2 separate regions of the Rattus norvegicus genome follow, and region 1 is linked to region 2. A link is a contact called in public Hi-C data. All regions are on one chromosome and are shown on one strand. Each heading gives the region's core, a stretch centred on a gene start, on an enhancer-like site or on the middle of the called end of the contact. The rest is flanking DNA. Distances are from core to core; before and after follow the strand shown. Region 1 holds the start of Rcan2 (regulator of calcineurin 2). Region 2 overlaps Rcan2 (regulator of calcineurin 2).

Region 1 (3,102 bases), core at 597-3,096, 63 kb before region 2:
GTGCTTGATTTCCGTGAAGAATTTCAAAGTGAGCTATAGCCTGTGAGAGAAAATTCTAGAGATGTTTTGCTCCATATAAGAACGTCCTTTGAAGAAAAAATTCTCTCCCAAATGGCAAATCAGTCAAATGAACAAAACACTTACGATGCGTGTGTTCAAAGCATGATGGCATCGAAGATCATTTCCAACTCTGAAATGTTTTTTTAATTCTGTGTTTATATTTAATGTAGATTAAGCAGAAAGAAGAGCCAAGCCCTCTCTCTCTTTCACACACACACACACACACACACACACACACACACAGAGAGAGAGAGAGAGAGAGAGAGAGAGAGAGAGAGAGAGAGAGAAGACAGGCAAACAGACAGACACAGAGACAGAGAGGGACAGAGACAGAGAGGGACAGAGACAGAGAGGCAGAAAGACAGACACACAGAGACAGACACAGACACACAGAGGCAGAAAGAGACAGAGAAAAATCAGAAACAGACAGACAGACACACGGGCAGAAGACAAAAACACACACAGAGATACGCAAAGGGGGGGAAGAGAGAGGGGGGAATGAACAGGCAGAAAGACACACAGAGACAGAGTCAGAGACAGCAGAGACAGGCACACACACACACATACAGAGAGAGAGAGAGAGAGAGAGAGAGAGAGAGAGAGAGAGAGGATGACTACTTTGTGACTACTTTGTGTTATTACTTCAATGCAGTTTTAATACTGTTATTAAGAACCAACAAAGTGGATTCTAGATGCAAGAAAAGGCCCAAGTATGCAACAGTGGGAAAGGCGATATGACATGGGACTTATTTCTATCTGCCATTCTCTCTGCTTTGAAGTTGGTCTCCACTGTCTTTCAGTTTCCACCGTCTCCGAACTCTAACCATTTTGGGTCATTGATGTACTCTTGCCACGAGATTCAGTCCTGTCCCTGTCTGTGCCACCATAAGCTACAGGCTTCCTTGTTCTTGAGTTGCTTAATTTTGAAGAATCTTCAGAATGGTTCATCTGGTTAAGAGGTAAATCCTCCCTGCATCCAGTTTCGCTTCCGACATGCCTCTTCCCCTTTTACCCTGTATAAATACTAGCCTCCCATTTCCTAGGGACCCAGTCGCTTACTTAGTAGGAATCCTTGAAGTCCTCTCTCCCAGGTCTGGTGGCAGTGAGTCTTGCCTGACAAAACTGCGAAACTGGCTCAGGGCACCTTCAGTGGTGTGGGCAGGGCTCACCCAGAGCCCCAGCCAGAGGGCGCCAGCACCCACCATGCATAGTCGCTCTTAAGCACTCAAGAGTGGCTTCCAGACAGTTCCTTAGTTAGCCAGAGGTCGACCTGTGGGAGAAAACAATCTCCCAGTCCTACGGACCAGTTTCTTCGCTGCCCTTTTATTTTTTAGTATCCTTGTATGCAGATGCTTAACTCCAAGAGCAATCTCACCCCTCTTTAACGCCCCCCTCAAAAAAAAAAAGCCCTCACGGGGGGGGGGGAGGATGGGGGAGATGACCCTGGAGCCTCTTCTTTGGAAAAGGCATTGCCTTTGGGGACAGGCTTCTGTGTCAGGTTCCCGCAAAGGGTCCAGCCCGCCAGCGATTGCAAACGAGGGGTGTGCAGTTGAGCGCCGGGTGGAAGCCCAAGAGGTGGAGGTGGGTGAGGGACCCAGAAGGACGACTGGTCAGGAGGGAGGCGACCAAAGGAGGCCAGGCAGGGGCTTTGGCTTCCCTGGGGTCTGATTGGAGGTTGGCCCGATGAGTCGGAGCTGGGGGCGCGCCCATCTCCACTGGCTTGGGTGAGAGCCGCCGGCTCGGCCCCTCCCCGGAGCCGCTTTGTCCCGGGTGACGGCGGTGGAGGTTGCGGGAGCACCAGCAGGAGGCACAGCCCGGGTGACCCTGCGACCCGGAGAGCGGGAGGCGGCGCTCAGTGCGCACGGTTCCACGCCCAGGCCCGCGGGCACCGCGCTCACCCCGGCCGTCAGGTGAGCAGGCAGAGCCGCGCCCGCAGCCTGCTGCCCCGAGGACCCTCGAGCCGCCACCACTGTCACCGCCGCCACAGCGGCGCATCGCAGACGTCCTGCAGGTCGGTTACGTAACGGCGCAGGCCCCATCGACCCCGTACCCTGTCCCACCAGGGCTGAACACCTGGGTGCCAGGGGACCCGGGTAATGGGAATCAAGTACCGCCGGGCTTAGGGATAGGGCTGGAGCAGCGAGAGATCTTCTCTCCTGACCAGTCCCCAAAGCATCCCCAGGGACAGGTCTCCCATGACCCCCCTCTAGGAGGCGCTAGTCTCCAAAAGCCCCTTCCCCATCTTTACTGGCCAAGGGGCCACCTTCCCAGGTGCAGCAGCAGGTGCATAGGGACTTGGAGGATCCAGAATGAACTCCAGTGACCCCGGGATTTGGGCTTAGAGAAGGAGTTAGGAGAGACCAACATCATCGCAGTGAGTAAAGGAGAAAATGAGGAGACCCCTGTCTTCCCAGGCTTTACCGAATTTCTTAGGGAGGGACAAAGGGGCTTTTGGGCACAGCGGGCTGAGAATTGTCCTGCCTGGACTTAGCCAGCTTGGGTCATCTAAAAATAACTTCAAGTTTGAAAAGTGACATGGACAGGAGCGCGGTGTGCCGGGTTCGTCGTGCCTGTGGGGTGTTTCTCTCCAGAAGTCATCAGAGGGGACAAGGCAGTCTTAGCTGCCTGATCCCTCTCGGCTGCCTCTGCATCTCGCTGGTTTCCAGGGTGCCTTGGTTTGACTTTTGGTTAATGATTTATTCTCCAAGGCCTTGCTGTCTGTCCTTTATTATTTTTTTTTTTCTTATCCCGGATGGATTCAACAAGACTGCATGCTTTGGCACGTTCTGTTTCTTAGGCTGGGATAGAAGTGGTCAGCCAAGGATTATTACACCCACTGCCAGCACGGTATTAAAACCTCACTTTAGCAAAAACAACAATAACCACAAAACCCGTTTCTAGTTTCTCTTAAATTACGTACTCCTATCATTTTCCACGGGTGGGAAGAAAAGGATGCGAAAGTATTCTTTTGTATAGAGGGTCTTTAGGAACAGTGAAGCATGTTTACAACACGACTTAACGGGCACACCTCCATTGTCCTTG
Region 2 (3,317 bases), core at 138-2,637:
GTCTAGCTCTCGCAGAAATTAAAACACTCATTAATCTTTGACTGATCTTCAATATAATAAGCAAACCGATGGGTTCCCCACAGCCTTATGGGATTCATTTCAACTGGCCCTTCCAGCAAATGGGGGAGCGAAAAGATGAGCAGTCCTGCAGCAGCTCGTTAACGCCAACAGAGGTCTCTTGTCATCAGAACTAGAATCCTTGGCATTTGTCTCCAGATCCAGATGTCTGTATGGTGGTACCAAGCCGCCTCTTGGGTGGCCGGTTCCAAGTGTGACCCGTAGGCTTGACTGTAGTCTGTTATTCATTTACAGTTCATGATAATAATTCATGGTACAGTTCACGTTAACAGGAGCACTTAGGTACAGTTCTATAGAAACCTCTTTCACACTCCTGTCTTTCCTGTCACGCAGTGTGGTTTAGTTTCAAAAACCATCCCATGGACCTGAAAGATGGCTCAGGAGTATAGAACATTCTACTCAGTCTGCCAGCCTGAGTTTCATTCCCAGAACCCACAGGATGGCAGGAGCGTCCTGACTCCTTCAAGCAGGCCTCTGACATTCACAGGGGCACTGTTTATCTCTGCCTTCCCAGAGCAGGACTGCGTGCATGTCTCTGCACCCAGCTTCTTGCATTCGTGCTGAGGATTTGAACTCAGGTCTTCAGACTTGTGTGGTAGCCATTTCCCCAACCCTCATCAAGGGGTCTCCTGAGGGTGGGAAGAAAGCATAGGGAAGAAGGTTAACTGATTCAGCAGTGGAAGGGACTGGATGACCAGTTCAAATGCTCCGTGAGGGAGAAACTTGCTAAAAGCCTCTCACAGAGGCCAGGGAGCTCTGGCTATGGAAGGTCAAACACAATGAAGGGAGCCGGTGGATATTGAAAGAGAAGCCACCCTCTTCTATCTCCGGCTTTGAGTGATTGCTTTCTAGGCCAGAGATGAAAGATCCTTTCCTGGAAAAGTCTAAGCCATTGCTTCATAGAAAAGCCCAAACAAAGCATTTGATCGTTCCTTTAGTCAACAAATAGCTCTTGAGCTCCGACTATGTTTTTGTCATTGTTGAGACCATGATGAGGAAGATGTAAACTGTATGACCGTCCATAGAACCTTTGAGAGGGAGACACACACAGAGACACTCAAAGATGTCATACAGAGAAAGGCAGAGGGGTGGAAGATGAATACATGAAGAAGTACAATATGATTTTCTTTTAAATGTTTACAAAGGTTTATTTCATTTTCTGTCTGGGTGCTTTGTCTCAGTGCACTTTTGGGCACCACCTCAGCCTGGAACTGGGAGCCACATTAACCCCTTCCTACCTTGAAGCTGGCACTTGTCAGGGTATTTATAGCAACAGGACTGGAACTAGAACACTGTTGCTTTAATTTCTTTTCTCTGTTGCTGGACTATTCACTGAGGGGGAACATGAGAAGTTTGCTGTATGTTGTAGGATGAGCTGCCTTTCCTTTCTCTCCCCATTCCCCTCCCTTTCTTTCCCTCCTCAAACCAAGCACTTCTCCTTGGGCAGTACTCACAGGGATGGAGTACACACACACACACACACACACACACACACACACACACACACACACCCTGCTCCCACTCCACCCTACCGTGGCACACTGGTTTAATTACAGGGGTTAGTGTGGTTGGAGAAACACATTTTTTTTTTTACCTGTTAGAAAATGCCTTGAAGACTAAAAAGAATTACATTTTAAATAAGTTGAAAAAAAATAAAAGGATATTGCATCCAAGGAGGAGAGAGCTTTGTGCTTAGAGATGACTTAGAGATTACAGGAATCCAAAATTAAAACTTAGGAAAGGTCTTGTCAGCGGAGTGGAATGCAATTAGGGAGTTATTTTATGGATGTTTAGAAACGCTCCGAAGAATTCCGATCCATTTAAAGTGGCATTCAAATAACAATAAAATTCTGCAGGAAGAATATGTGACACACCTTTGAAAGAAGTCATCAGTTTCCAGCTGAGCCAGCTTGGGACCTTGGGAGCTTCAGAGGAGCGGCAGAGAAATGGAATGTCTGCACCCCTGAAGATCAAAAGCTTTGTCAGACACTCGCTGTTCCTTTTCTTTCTTTCCTCCTTTCTTTCTTTCCTCCTCCCTCCTTTCTTTCTTTCTTTCTTTCTTTCTTTCTTTCTTTCTTTCTTTCTTTCTCTCTCTCTGTCTGTCTGTCTGTCTTTCTTTCTTTCTTTCCTTCCTTCCTTTTTTGGTAAACAGGCATATAAATGACTTAAAAAAAAATCTAACCATAGTTCTTCATACTTCACATAGTCTACACTGTAATTTAACAGTTTTTTAAACTGTAGAGAAATAAGCCAGCAGAGATGCACAGCACAGTGCGAAATAGATACAAAGGCCTTTTCTGTTTCTTTCTGTTTAAAAAAAAAAATCTGGATAGTTAGATACACGTTTTCATGAACGTCTCTTTGCCGGGCTACTGTCCACAAGGGTTGCCAAGACTCAGGCACTTGGGAGGGCAGCCGTATTGCTAGACGATTCTGCCCATTTCACTCAGGTTCGCACACAGAATTGTCTAGAAGCTGCAAGCTCCATGACAGCATTACTTCTCTGAGTACTCATTGCACAGTCTTGTGTTTGAAATTGTTTGCCTTAATATTCACTATAGCAACTGAAAGCTGATACACTCCTTTTTTTTTTTTTTCAAGACTCCTCCAACATCATTCATGATATTCCAAGCACAGTGTGTATGGAGACCAGAATTTGAAAGCTGGTATCTCTGAGGTATAATGGATAATCTTGAAGGACTTGCTGATACCTAATGCCTGGGAGGTTGGGAATTGTTTATGTAGCCTTGGAAATTTAGATTCCCTTTAGGTATCAGTACTTGGTATGTGTCATGTGACCATTGGCTCATGGATTTCCTTTTAGTCTCCTTAGAATCAGAGCTACTTAACCCTTTTTGACTCTTTGACTCCTCTCTGGGGCTCAGAGCAGGAGCCAGAAATGCTCACACTGAAACATTGCTAACCCTGCTCTGTGGACTCCCTGCGACATCCTAGCATCTTGGTCAGAGGATAGCCAACTAAAGGACTCCCATATGAACTGCTAGCTTCATTATCTTGGTTTGCTCTCTGTCTGAACAACTGTTCTCTTAGCTCTGGGTTAAAGCAGGTGAGCAGGTGGGTGGCAGGGTTTAGTGTGAAGAGATCATCTATCTCACTCAGAAAGAAAAGCAGAATGTTCTAAGTCAAATCTAGCATTGGGAAGGTTGAGGTCAGACAATAGGTGCTGGGAGTGGGTGGACAAGCTGAATTTGGGTCAAAGGCAGTGAATTTTCATGCTT

Evidence for each region. A called contact is a pair of places that touch in the nucleus more often than the background predicts.
Region 1: a Hi-C map of the A7r5 cell line shows a contact between it and region 2, with 4 times the contacts expected there. The contact joins the promoter of Rcan2 here to the enhancer-like site in region 2. A contact is called at or near these places in 10 of 12 Hi-C or Micro-C datasets (the A7r5 cell line, the Rat2 cell line, frontal cortex and 5 more) and 1 of 1 datasets of contacts at active chromatin or transcription factors (oligodendrocytes).

The regions. Positions count from the first base shown.
Region 1 is chr9:24,670,933-24,674,034 of GRCr8, reverse strand. Rcan2 (regulator of calcineurin 2) reads left to right here and starts at 1,846. Exons shown (of 5, transcript NM_175578.4): 1 at 1,846-2,071.
Region 2 is chr9:24,607,456-24,610,772 of GRCr8, reverse strand. All of the region lies in intron 2 of Rcan2 (regulator of calcineurin 2), which reads left to right. Among named protein-coding and RNA genes, the nearest start is that of Rcan2, 63 kb to the left of the region's middle. Within about 2 kb of position 1,387, at least 4 of the 93 cell types and tissues checked have an H3K27ac peak or open chromatin away from gene starts, as enhancers often do. A contact at or near this core is called in the A7r5 cell line, where this site is marked.